Regions from separate parts of the Zea mays genome. Here regions 2 and 3 are each linked to region 1. The links are chromatin contacts, called in public Hi-C maps. All regions are on one chromosome and are shown on one strand. The core of a region is the stretch at or near the end of the contact, and the rest is flanking DNA. Distances in the headings are between cores, read along the strand shown.

Region 1 (4,565 bases), core at 817-3,316:
CTGGTTACGGTTGGCCGCCAACCAATCATACGGTAAGAAACTACCAGAATGCTTTGAGCCTGAGGGCTGAGGCTTGTATAAACATTTTCTACGCGGAGGGTTAATCACAGATACTATACTTCCACAGGAAGACCACTGTTAAGGAAGATGATAAAATGCAGGGAGAAAAAAGCATTACTATTGTTTAATGTTTAAGAACTGCAAATTTATAGGATTAACAGTTACAATTCTAGTTACAGGTTGCAGCAAAAGGGAAATATGTAATAACAGGATCTACAGCTACACTCCATGTCTCTGAAGCTCGAGCCTTTTGAGTACCAGGTCCTTCCAAAACAGAATCCGTGAATCACGTTCATCGACAGCTAAGGTTATATGTTCAGTAATCTGGGAACTCGATGTGATTCTGCCAGACCTAGAAAACACGGTTGAAATTCCCGGGCACCTTGTTCATGAATCTGACGCCAGCTCTTCACTCACTTTAATATCCGAGCATTCGCGCAACAGCAACACAAGGTCCTTTGATAGGCTTTTCATCCTATTTGATTCTGTAGCTCCATCCGAGGTTGATGTTACGTGTGATCCTGATCCATCGGAAGGACGGTTGCTCTGGCAGATACTCTCGTGGAACATCTGGACAGCATCATCTGCTGATATTTCTTGCACTGAGCGGTGCAGGTCCTGTAATTTCCCCCTACGCTGAACATCCGGCACCAGTTTTTCTTTCAAGCTGTCAGGAAGACTAGCTAGCGCACTGCTTGAAAAGATGACAGATGGAAAATTAAAATCCAAGGAAACACTAGAATAGAATGATAATACAAGACATCTATTATTGGAAGGATAGAGGAAATGCACCTGCCAACCCCACGAACAAGGCCCCATTTGTAGCCAACGTTTACAGATTGCCTGAACCCAACATTGAAGCCTTCCTGGGCAGAGTCCTTCTGCCCTTCTGTTACACCATCACGATATCCCATCTAGAGTGAAATCAAAAGCAAAAATATTTTAAACATTTCTTCTATCAGTAAAAATAACTGCAGAAGAGTAGTTTGTGCTAGCAACTGTGTGCGTTCCAGATAAACTCTAGGATAATTAATACCTTCTGAAACTGACTCTGCCTGTGGATCCATTCTCTGTCTAAGGTATCCGCGTGCCGAGGAGAACCTGAAACATCCTCCCATACATCATCGAGTTCGGCAGCAGCAACATCGCCGCCATTAGCTGAGACAAAGTTTTGCATAATCAACTAACTGCAACATGAGATAAGATAGCACTAGTGCAAGCAGTACTACTAATTAAGCACAAGACATGGTACGGAATAACTCCCCTATGAAAAAGATCAAACAGCGCCCGCGGTTGCCCGCTTGTGAGGGATACGCACCCTGCTTGGGGACTTGAACCTCAATCGATGAAGGCGCTGCTTCTACGCTCAGCTCCGACATGGAGGAGCTGACGTCCACCGCATCCCTGGGATTGGCCATTCAGAAACTCCAACCTGCAGGAAGCAGCCAAAGCACCGCCTGTTGCGAGATGGAAATGTATTTGGGGTGCTCAAATTTTTTTCACAACCAAAAGGCTAATATTTAACATGTACAACGCTGCATAGTCAAAATTGCGTAATATATGTAGGAAAAATATAACCCAAAATTGATCATGATTTCATATATTGAAGAATTTGACCATAATTTGAAATTGTTTAACATAAAAAGATATCAATGGTTGAGACCTAAAATTAAAACTGTTTGACACAAAAGGTTACCAATAACTGAGACTTAAAACTATATCAGGTGACTAAAGTAATTAAGGATAACTCAAGATAAGGCGCTAAACGATTCAAAAATTGCTATCCCTGTTCCCTAACAAATTGAATCTGAATTTGGAATAGACTAGCCAGACATCAGTCACGCGCTCACCACAGCGGAGATGCAGCGGGGCTGGATCCAGAGGCTGTATCTGCCTCCGCGGCGGCGCAGGAGGAGCGAGGAGCCGAGGAGCAGGCCGGAGAGATCTGGAGTCGCCAGGCGGCTTTCCGTTCGCCGCCTTCGCTCGAGGCTTGGTTCGCCGCCGCGGTACTCCAGTCGCGCGACTCTGGCCCGCGGACGGGCTGAACGGACAGATTGGGCTAGATTGAGGCCTGTTGGGCCTTCGGACCTCGCCAGAATCCGCTACAAGGGGAGGGCCCGTTAAAGCACACCCTGTGGCCCTTGGCAGGTGCGCCAAACTGTGGCAATGCCCATGCGGTTGCAGGAATGGGTGACTGTTGCGGCGGCGCCAACCAAACGCGTCGTGCTCGCGGCAGGCCACGTGTCCCTCGAGGCTCCTCCGGCGACCACGTCGCCGCCCGCCATATGACCAACGCACCAATCAGACTCCGCCGGCGGGAAGCTGATCGTTCACTGCTACTAGCGCAGTGCCCACGCTGGTGCAGCACCGGATCATCTGTGTGACAAGGAAGAAGAATGGACGCGGAGGGGTTGCTGGCGTCGGCGGCGATCAATCTGGGACTGGCGCTGGTGGCGCTCTCGCTCTTCTCCCTGCTCAAGAAGCAGCCGGGGAACGCGCCCGTTTACCGTCCCCGCCGGATGGCGACCGGCGACCTTCGTGCTGATGGTGGCTTTCTACCGCTCGGCCACGGGCGACTAACCCCGTCGTTCCGGTGGATAGGCGCGGCCTTCCGGCTCTCTGAAGACGACGTGCTGCGGCGCCACGGCCTCGACGCTCTCGTCATCGTCCGCCTCTTCAAGTTTGGGTACGTGGTGGTAGGATTCCTGGAACTCTAGAAGAGTTGGTGACACACTTCTTCACTAACTGATCTTCCCTTGTTACCACTGTTAATAACATCTGATTGATATCTCATCGTTCGATGTGTAGGATCAATTGTTTCAGTGTTTGCTCGATTGTTGGACTACTGGTCCTTGCTCCAACAAATTATACTAGTGAAGGTCGCGCTGAAATCAGAAGATCGAATTCCATGGAACTGTTCACGGTTACCAATGTGACACGGGGATCTAATAGGTTAGCTCTAGTCTGCATACTTTCACTTTCACATTCACGATGTTCCTTGGACTATTCAGTTCGAGTACTTTTTCAGTTCATATATATATATATATATATATATATATATATATATATATATATATATATATATATATATATATATATAGAGAGAGAGAGAGAGAGAGAGAGAGAGAGAGAGAAAGCAGGCCACTGTAAATTACTCTCTGATTATATGAAATGGTGCTTTAATTTATGCTGATGTAATTGTACCGTTTCTAATGTAGCTAGAACCATGTTAGTAAATTGGGAAAATCAGAGCTTGACAGGTATTGCCTAGCAAGTGGAAATGGTGTTGATTTTGTAACTGAAATAGTTTATGTTGTGCATGGCAGGCTTTGGGTGCATTATTCATGCCTTTGCTTTATATCCTTGTATGTGGTATATTTGCTTCATAAGGTTAGTGGTTTGAAAGCATTTTAATCAACCCACTTGTGAGTTTTTTTTCTTGTAAGGTACTGTTATTATCATGCTTAAGGCCCAACAATGCTTAACCAATCTCCTTGTTGTTAGCATGTATACCTATTCTATTCTTCATACAGAAAAAATGGAAAACCCTGCAGTTTCTGTTTTTATTAAATTAAGGAAAACAGTAATATGGTGGCATGGGATTAGGGTTGTCATGTATCTAATTGTTATGCCAGTAATTGGAATCTCAAAGCAGATTATTGCTCTGTAATCCCTAAACCAAGGATTTGTTTTATTTTCTATCAGTTATATCCATCTCTGAAAAGTGTAGCCTTGTGCACATCAACTATAAAGCTCATTACTCCCTCCGTCCGCATGAATTAGTCATTTTGGGTTTGTCCTAGGTCAATTACTATCAACTTTGATCGGTTATATCAGATGTTTCATAAGATTTTACAACATTAAAGTATAGTTACTAGATTCATTATAACTTGAACTATCATAACATATAATTCTTTTAGTTTAAAATAGTTTAATTATATATATATATATATATATATATATATATATATTATTGGTCAAAGTTCGAATAGTTTGACTTAGAACAAATCCAAAACATCTAAATCACGTGGGCGGAGGGAGTAGGCGATTTGGTGATTTGGTTAGACAAGTGTCAGTTCATCATTAGTTGAAGCTACATGTTGACGCATGGATAATCTGGATGGTGTCATTGACATCTTCCATTTAATTTGAAGCAGGAATACAGAGAAATTACTATGAGAAGAATTGAGCACTTGAAGCATCACTACAAAAGATATGATCAATACACCGTTTTGGTGCGAGGAATTCCAACATGTCCAGACCATGGGGCTTACGGGTGTTATGTGGATCACTTCTTCTCAAAGCATTATCGGACATACCGATCATACCAAATCGTACATGACATAGGAAACATTGAGGCATTGCAGGTGAGTAGACAAGGACCATGATTCTGATCTGCGACCGACTTAGGGGGTGTTTGGTTTCTAGGAACTGATTTTTAGTCCTTTCATTTTATTCCATTTTAGTCTCTAAATTGCTAAATATGGAAACTAAAATAGAGTTTT
Region 2 (4,565 bases), core at 1,280-3,779, 420 kb before region 1:
ATGTACCTGCTGAGGAAGTGGGGTACTCGCTTGGAAGATACGAAGATAAATGGACTCCAGAAGATCGATGGTATTCAGGGAATTACATGTGATTTTTTCTGCTGTCGCTGAAGCCTAAAAGATTATTATTGTATAGTAACACGATAATATGAGATCTGTATGTCAGATTGCTGTGAAAACATTGGCAAACTGTGTTTCCAACTTCATGATTCAAATTCTTTTGAGGGGAAAAGGCTATAGGGAAACTCCTACAACGGAATTTTATTAAAACCTTTTGTAATGAAAATACGATTACAAGGGGAAAAGAGGACAAGAAAAGAAGAAGTTTCTTGTCATCGTGAATTTAGCCAAATCAATAGCCTAGCTACGATTACAAGGGGAAAAGAGACAAGAAAAGAAGGTATCGTGAATTTAGCCAAATCAATAGCCTAGCTCTAAAAGAGAGGTTAAATCTCAGCATTTGCGACTTTAACATGTCGTTGAAGCACCGTCACCAAGAAGAAAAAGGAGCCTCATTTCAAAAGGTGAAGTCATTCCTCTGCTTTCAAATGCACCACAGCATAAGCGTCAAAATTTCTATGAAGAAACTATGGCCAAAGACACTCTTAGCCTCATGAATCATTGGAAAGAAGTCAAGATCATCATGATTCCAGTGGAGAAACAAGTGAGAAGTCGTCTCTTCGTAGTGTATGTCGCACAGAGTGCATTCAAAGTTGTTGTCTAGCGGCAAAAACCTTTTCTTCTGAGGATGTTCTTGGATTTTTTTTGATTGAACAGGAGGGGAGGGCCCCTACTGAAAATTTTATTAAAATTTGAAAAGAAAATAAGGTTTAGAACAGACAAGAAGACGAATTACAGGGGATTAGGGAGAGTTTGTACAACCAATGTTTTCTACTGCCATTGATGAAGCCATGCCGGGATGGCAGAATCAAATGTTCTTGGAATTGATTCTGTCACTGAATACTAACCATACAAAATCTTGAGTTTTTTCTCGACCTTGGATTGCCAAATCCAATTAAAGACAACGAGAGGCTGGATTAACTGAAAAGTGAGACTATAGAACTTGGATGAGTTGAAAGCAATATTGTCCCACGAATATGTTCATTTATCTTTAGCAGTTGTAGAATTTAGGACATGTTTGGTTTGATGACTAAGTTGTCATATTTTACCTAACTTTTCTGTCTAAGGGTTATTTTCTTTGATTCGGACGACTAACCTTAGACAAAGTATGACACAATTAGCCACGAACCTCTCAATACCTTTTTGAGGATTTTTTAGCAGACGCTATATGCTTTGGTTAACCCGCAGTATGAAACTGTGTGCGCTTATGCACGTATTTGAACAGTGAATGTCCATGATAAGAACTTTAATAAGGTAAATGCGTGCTTATTTCTCTGGACCGTACGTGAAAAACTAAAAAGAAAAGCCGCATTATTTATGGTTAATTAAGGCTCGCCGCTTGATAATAATGACACCAAGCTTTGCAAGGAAATATGTACTAACCATAACTGTATCACTTGTTTCTGAAAAAAATACCATGATTTATTCTACTAATCCGTACAGTCTGCATCGCATGTATATCAACAAAATGCAGCCTTGTCCAAATCAGCCAAAATGAACATATATGACAGTTCGTGGCACCGTTTTGCGGCAGCAACAACAGCACTAATCAGTCAGCGTTCCACGAAATATAATGGTGCCTAGTCGCATGTATGTACGGTGACGTTGGTCCGCAAGTGTATAAAGACCACCGACAAAAAGAAGGCAATGAAATCACCATTTCCAAACATTCAAGTCACGGTAAAACACATACATATACGTGTATACATACGTATGCTTGCTATAGCTACGTACAGCACAGAATTATTATTAACAATAATAAAGCTGAGCTAGCTCTCCCTACTAATAACACCCCAAACAAACATATCAGGTGTTGCTGCAGCTCTGGACGATAGAATAATTTAAGCAGATCTCTCTTGCAGAAGCAGAAGCAGAAGCTGTGGCAGGCTAGCTCTCTCATCGTATTTCGTATGTATAGCCGCCGGAGACGGAGAGCTAGCTGACCGCTAGCTGCGTGCCTAGTCGCAGCACATCTCGCAGATCCAGCAGCAGCAGAGCGCCGCGATGCTGAAACAGATCATTAATTAAGAACCGAATAAATTAAATACCACAGGTCAGCTCATCCATCGATCAGGTTTTTTGGCGCCAAAAAAAAAAGAGCTTCTAGTCTAGTAGTAAGTAGTTACCATCCTTCGATGAAGCCTTTATCCCCGCGCGAGGTCGTCTTCTCCCGGCGTCGTCCCTTCCTGCCTCCCTGCTCCTGCTCCAAGCCTGCAGCCGCCGTCGGGTAGCCTGCATGCACGTCATGTCTCAGCATCCATGTTACTCGGACTCTCAGTCGATCGCATCGGGATCTGACCTGGCGGCGGCGGCGCCTGCTGCTGCTGCCTGTTGTTCTCCATCCTTGAGCTAGCACGGCGCGGCGATGATGCTGTGGTGAGCAACGGCCGGGTCTTAGCTTCTCACGGGTATGTTCTATGGTGCGTAACGTGGTTGCGTTGGTGTTGCCACTTCAACCGAGCCACTCCCCGCGTTTATATAGGCTACCAGCCTACCACCTCCACCTGCAATGGGAGAGGCCTTCCTTGCCGCCTTGGTTTTCTTCCAGGTCCAGAAAGGCCTGCTGTGTGTGACGACTGACCAATGGGAGAGGCAAGCTACGTCGGCCGGGGCTGCCATCCCATCCCCTCTCGCTTTCCAGCGCGCGCGCATGCAGTCTCAGTCAGAGATCGACAACTCGCCGATTCCATTCCATCCCATCCCATGTTTGACGCACAGCAGAGATGCTTTCTTCGATGATTTTAACAAACTACGTACCTGTCCTGCTGCTGCCCCTAATAAATTAAATTTGGAAAAGGGATTAAGAAGTAAAGAGAAAAGGAAGGAGAGAAACGAGACGAATGCTACCTAGCTAGCCATCGGACGGATCGACCTACACGCACGCATGGCAGCGGTGTATCCGGGCGATGCGGTTCGTCGGTGGCTGGGTCCGGCCAGCCGGAGGAACAAAGGTGCCTCCCGGTCACGAAAGCTCTGCTAACTCGCGATCGTATGGCCTTTTGATCCAAGCCTGACGTGTGTATGTCTGTATGTGAGATGATGAAGAATCAGGTTCTCTCCAGAACGGAGTGGAGAAGGTAAAAGAAAAAGGCCGCTAGATATGCCTTTGCTCCTTCACACCAGATCATGTTGGCCTGCTGCCCTTGTTGTGTTGGTTGGAAAAGAATCGTTTGCCCCTTCTGATCCAACTTCTCGCAGTTGTTGTTGCTGCTGCTGCCGCCTCTGGTGGCTTCCACATCTACTCAGCTGTTCGTTTGGTTTTAATCTATACCAACTTTTACTATTTCTACAATATTTCATCTCTATAATTACAATTACAACAGTTTAAATAGTTGGCTTTAATCCGACAGCCATGTCGTTCAACTGTGGCTGACCGGGAACGGCTGATTCCAGATCACCCACCCAACCGGCCGGCCGGTTCTCCCTGAATGGTCCAAATGCACAGAGAATTCTGAGTTTTTCTTCTTTCTTTCTTCCTCTTCTAGAAGAACGACAAAATTCGGTGCCATCTTTTATTAGATATTTCATGAGTTTTGACATTTCATGGAAGTGTGACTATGATACAAATTGGTATAAAAAATGCCTGAATGACCCCCCCCCCCCCCCACCCCAGATTTTTTGACTGAACGTCGAGCGAAATTCAACAGAAACACATAATCCGTTCATACATAAATTGAACTAGAGTAGCACGGCCTCTTACAGAGCCATGGTAAAGACTATCTTAGTGCTAGTTTGGGGATTCAATTTTTCTAAGGAATTTCTATTTTCTCTTAGAAAATTAGTTCATTTTTTCTGAGAAATTAGGAATCCCTTGAAAAAAATGTAGTTTTGAAACTAATCCATAAGGTACAAAACATGGTGTGGGGGCAGAGAATAAAGCTTCGAATTCGATACTTGCCAAGGCATGCGAAAAGAGAGCACGCGTCTACCCCAGAAAGGTAAATCTAGCGAAAGATTCACCGTTTAGAAAACTGGAGGCTTGTCTTCGCTCTTCGACGTGCGATGACGTTCGCCATGGCGGCCAAAGTTTTCGACTACTAGTGCGAACGGGGGGGGCGTTACGACGATAGATCGTCGACATTTCAGACAGCTAGTCCATTTCAAAGAGTTTCGATTCCAAAGAAGTGGGCGCAAGATGAATATATAAATTGTCAAACGGTGGAACTAAAACATGGTACTGTTTTAGTTTCTAGTCTCTCAATAAATAACTAAAATAAAGAGATTAAATCATATTAATTCTATTTTTTGTCTCCTCATATGTTTCACAACAAGAGAATGTTAAGTTCATTTAATATGTTCTAAATACTTTTAATTTCTATAACTAAACAGGGTAGAAACTAAACTTTAGCGCTATAACTAAACTTTAGTCTCCATACTAAAAGAACCAAACATACTCCAAATCTAGTGAGAGGTTCACCGAATGGAATAAAATGGGGCCATATATG
Region 3 (4,565 bases), core at 1,493-3,992, 390 kb before region 1:
CCGTCGCCCATCTTGCCGAACTGCGCGTCCATCCCTAGGTTCAGGTACACCATCCTGTTGTCCAGGTTCAGGTTCACCAAGCTCGTGCTGCTGGTGCCGCTCGCACTGTACACGCCGCAGCCGCCGCCGCCGGAAGGCTCGCCGTACATGGGCGCGGCGTTGACCGCCGTGTGCGCGTCCTCGCGGGACATGACCATGGCCGCCGACTGCACGAGCTCGAGGCAGAGCCGGAGCTTGTTGGGCTCGATGTGCGCGAGCCCCGGCACGGCGCCCTTGAAGAGGAGGTCGGAGGTGAGCGTGCGGAGGATGTCCAGCGGCGTCACGCCCTCGACGGTGCGCACGTTGGGGTCGGCGTGGTGGTCGAGAAGCACGGCGACCATGTCGGGGCACACCATCTCGGCGGCCACGTGGAGCGGCGTCTTCCCGGCGGGGCCCGCGGTGTGGTTCACGTCGGCGGCGCCCAGCTCCAGCAGCGCCTTCACCACCTCCCGGCTGCAGTTCTCCACGGCGTAGTGCAGCGCCAGCGCCTCGTCCAGGTTCAGCCCCTCGCCCATCACCATGAGCTTCACGAGCTCCACGTCGGAGGAGTCGAGCGCGCGCCGCATGCGCCGGATCTTGTGGTGGTCGTCGATGTCGGCCGCGGACGAGGCCTCCATGCCGCCCCCCGGTGCCGGGTGGTGGTGGTGCGCGAGGAACGGCGAGCGGCGGGACAGCGAGGACTTGAGGCGGAGCTCGTCGATCTTGGACACGACGTCCATGGGGAGGTGCTTGGCGAGCACCTCCGGCGGCAGCCCGGACTTGGCCACGAGGTGGGAGCACGTGGTCCACAGCTGGTGCAGGTCCTGCTTCCGCGACGCCATCAGCACCTTCATCACGTCCTCGATCGACGCCTTCTCCACCATGCCGGCCAGCTGCTTCTGCAAGCGCGCAGCAACGGAAGCATTGCAATTCTTCATCAGTAACAGTAAGTCTGCGCGCATGTGTAAGCTCGCTCACTTTCACTGTGAGACTGTGGGTCACTCACTGGTAACTACCAAGCAGCGGCGCATTGCAAAAGCACACATGCAGCATATAAAGGCCGGGGAGAAAGACGAGACGAGAGAATCCCTGAGATAAGCATCAGCATAAATGGTGAGTGGATTGGCCCTGTGCATAAAATATAGAGAAGGGGTGCAACAGTATGGGAACGTCATGGTGCTGATTGGAGGAGCAGATTTTTTTGGGGGGGAATTAAAGGAGGAGAGGGAATTAAACAACTAAGCCTAGGTATGTATTGGAGAGACCCAGCCCGGCCAGCATGACGAAACCCTAGACAGAAATTGCAAATCAGGGGACGGAAAACTGAAAGAACGATTTTTTTTCTTTCTTTCTTTCCAGCTGACAGCAGGATGCATGCTAGCAAATTGCACAACCTTGCAGTACGTTGCCCTTGCACTGCACGACGGAAAGCCAAAGCCATCCACTATCAACCCGTGCTGCTTGCGCTGCAACAGTGGTGAGCGTGGGCGGTAGGCGTGGCCATAAAAGAGAAGAGAAGTGAGGCAGCAATGGCGTTTCATTCGGATGTGGTAGATAGGGAGAGATAAAAGAAGACGATGCCTCTTCACCTCTCCTACAGTGGTGGAAAGATAAAGTGAGATCTCCGTGCAACGAACCCTAAGGGAGAAAGGAGAAAGCGCGGCAGCCGCAGCAGCAGGCCGACGGACGGACAGAAAGATGGATGGATGATGGATGGACAACGGGAGAAAGAGAGCAAGGAGCGCACAGGTTCGCACGCGTGCATGCGCAGGGCGGCGGCGACGAAGAAGGCCGACCACTCCCTGCCCGGTGCCTGGCGCGCCTGCCTGCTGGTACTGCCGCGGCTCATCATCCTTCACTTCATTTAAAAAGGGCGGACGGCGGAGCGGAAGCAGGAGGGGTACAGAGCGAGATCAAATCAATATAATGCTGCAGAATGCTCGGCAATCCCAACATAACCAACCCCAACTCCCATCTTGATCCCCACAATAATCCTCAATTCCCTCGAGTAGCAGACGCGAAAAATAAATTGGAAGCCGTTTTTTTCTTCCGTTTTCTCCCTTTTAATTAATTATTTATCTTTCGTCCGGCTGGACGGAGAAGGGGAGCAGGAAGAAGAACAGGAGCCACCAGCAATGGAGAAGAAACCAGCAAATCAAGAATTGAAGTCGGAGAGAGGGAGCGAGCGAGGGAGACGCTCGAATTATTGGTTACCTGGGTGAGGAGCGCGAGCTCCTCGACGCCGAAGGAGCGTGCGGCGGCGAGCGTGTCGAGCGCGAGGTCGACGGCGGCGGCGCAGTGCGTGTGCCAGCACGCGCGCTCGCCGCAGCCCGGCCGGGGCTCCCCCTTCTGCGGCACCAGGGACACCTGGCCGCTGTAGAGGAACTGCAGCAGCAGCAGGAACACCTCGTAGCTGACGGAGTTGACGGGTATGACGGCGGCGCCCGGCGCGGCGGCGGAGGCGCCGCGCGGGGAGGAGGTGCCGGACGGGGAACGCGGGCTGAGGTGGTCCAGCAGCAGCGCGCCGGGCCCGGCGGCGGCCTGCTCGGCGCCGCAGAAGAACTTGCGGAAGAAGAGGCTGCGCGCGGCCAGGATGCAGCGGTGCGCGTGCACGAGGCGGCCCTCCACGTTGAACGTGACGTCGCTGAAGGCCTGCCCGTTGATGAGCAGGTTGAGGTAGTCCATGGACAGCGACTTGAGGGTGTCCTCCATGGGCGGGCGGCCGCGCCAAGCAGCTGCTGCCTGACTCTACTCGGGTCGGTCGATCTCCCGCCTCCGATCCTGGCCCGGTCCCCCCTTGCTGGGATTCAGTCGCTAGCTGGTAGCGACTAGCGGCGCGGGTGGTACTGCTAGTGCTAGCTAGTGTGGCGGCGGAGGCTGCTGCCGAATTGGGTGGGTGGATGGATGGATGAGAGGAGGTGGAGTGGAGACTAGAGAGGCGAGGGGGACGGGGACCAGCACGGACAGAGAGCAGCTCGATCGCTTTGGCACCTGCTGCTTCGGCGACTGCCACCGACGCAGCAGCTGCTTTCTTGGCTCGATCAGCTGTGGTCCTGCTGCACGCAGACGCAGCTGCTCAAACTCGAGCCGCCGCCTGCGCTGCATCCTTCCTCCCCATCTCTTTGCGTCATCAGCTCCTTCTTCTTCTTCTTCTCTTCTGTCTGGCTGTCTGTCACCACTCACCACCACTTCCTCCTCCGATCCGATCCCTTCGGTTCTGCTTCTTCACTACTGCTACTTGTTTGTTACTTTTTTTTCTGCTTCTTTTCCCTCCGTCCTCCCCCCTCTTTCTCTTGCGCGTCTCTCTCCAGAGAAAGAGAGAGAGAGAGGTGGACTGGAGGCTAGGCTACTGTTACTGTATGTGCCAGCCCATGCCGATGGAGATTTTTTTGGAGGGGAGGGGAGGCTCAAGGCTGTGTCGCAAGGGAGGGGGTTGAGGCGTATGTATATGGGGGGAAGAGGAGGCAATCCGGGTGGCTGTCCTGCCCGCCTGGGGGCATATATAATTGGTGCGCTTAAAATATGTTGCATGTCAGGGCAGATCCAGATTAATGTAATCTGGTACGTAACATGCACGCTCACAACTTCAAACCAAGCATTTGCAGCCACCTCGTTCCATTCTAAATTACTTAAGCCCTGATTTTTAAGAAACTGGTTTATATAAATTAAGATGGTTCTAAACATACCAGTTTATAATTTAGTTTATAAAAATTAGATTCTCAGTTTCTTAAAAACCAAGAAACTGGTCTCTGCTAGCTAAAAAATTAATTTTTTTACCTTAAAACCTCGGTTGCTTCCAAACGGAGCCCTAATCCGTCACTTCTATTTTTTTATGAATATACAACTTTTATTATATATCTGAACAGAGTACTGCGTATTGCGTATATAATAACATAATAATACTCATCTACAAATAACAGTAAACAATTTGCAATTTAAAATGGCAGGAGGACGTAGCGTGCGATGGAAATCAAAAGAGTTACTTGCTTCGGCAGTTTGACCTTATAAATTAGAAATGCCATAAATGATCGAATTATCTGCTGCTCGGGCTCTTGCCTGCGCTGGCCCTGTAGCACATACTAAGAGCCAGAACGAAGGAGTGATTAAAAAAAGAACGACTGGTTTCGTTAGCTATTTGAAAGGAGGAAAAAAGAAAAGAAGCTCTTGTGAATACTGTATACACATAGTGCGTGAATAGTAGATGTGTCGGGGAAACTGATCGGTAAGTACATACAGATTTAGGGCATGTTAGGACCAGTTTTGGATTCTTTTAAGGCTCTGTCGTTTACGTCGGATTGCACCCGGATTCGTTCCATCTAAACAAAGTTTATATAAATTAGAGAATCAATTCCGGTTAGGAATCGTTCCGATCCACTAATCCGACAGAAACGAACAAGGCCTAAAAAACAGTTTGGCCTCTTCTAATTTCTAAAATCTGGGCTCTAAGCAAAAACTGGTGGTTTTAAGAACATGGCCTCATTCATTACTCATTGAATCACAAGCTAGCTAGAAACGACAAAAGCTGGCTAGTTATCAACAGCTTTTCT

What was found. Hi-C and Micro-C count contacts between places; a contact is called where the count stands out from the background.
Region 2: a Hi-C map of ear shows a contact between it and region 1, with 2.6 times the contacts expected there. The contact joins the promoter of LOC100275154 here to the promoter of LOC100382336 in region 1. A contact is called at or near these places in 2 of 25 Hi-C or Micro-C datasets (ear and tassel).
Region 3: a Hi-C map of ear shows a contact between it and region 1, with 2.7 times the contacts expected there. The contact joins the promoter of LOC100272726 here to the promoter of LOC100382336 in region 1. A contact is called at or near these places in 5 of 25 Hi-C or Micro-C datasets (ear, endosperm, leaf and 1 more).

Annotation. Positions count from the first base shown.
Region 1 is chr8:164,793,408-164,797,972 of Zm-B73-REFERENCE-NAM-5.0, reverse strand. LOC100382336 (Essential protein Yae1 N-terminal) reads right to left here and starts at 2,066. Exons shown (of 3, transcript NM_001175084.1): 1 at 1,097-2,066; 2 at 853-974; 3 at 153-751. The coding sequence starts at 1,237. The coding sequence ends at 448. LOC103636295 (CSC1-like protein At3g54510) reads left to right here and starts at 2,248. Exons shown (of 10, transcript XM_008658651.3): 1 at 2,248-2,746; 2 at 2,869-3,012; 3 at 3,387-3,450; 4 at 4,218-4,427. The coding sequence starts at 2,457.
Region 2 is chr8:165,211,230-165,215,794 of Zm-B73-REFERENCE-NAM-5.0, reverse strand. LOC100275154 reads right to left here and starts at 2,529. Exons shown (of 3, transcript NM_001328113.2): 1 at 2,420-2,529; 2 at 2,247-2,352; 3 at 1,761-2,127. The coding sequence starts at 2,462. The coding sequence ends at 2,079. LOC100279746 reads left to right here. Exons shown (of 2, transcript NM_001152704.1): 2 at 1-199. The coding sequence ends at 92.
Region 3 is chr8:165,188,271-165,192,835 of Zm-B73-REFERENCE-NAM-5.0, reverse strand. It overlaps LOC100272726, which reads right to left and starts at 2,742. Exons shown (of 2, transcript NM_001147179.1): 1 at 2,233-2,742; 2 at 1-917. The coding sequence starts at 2,730.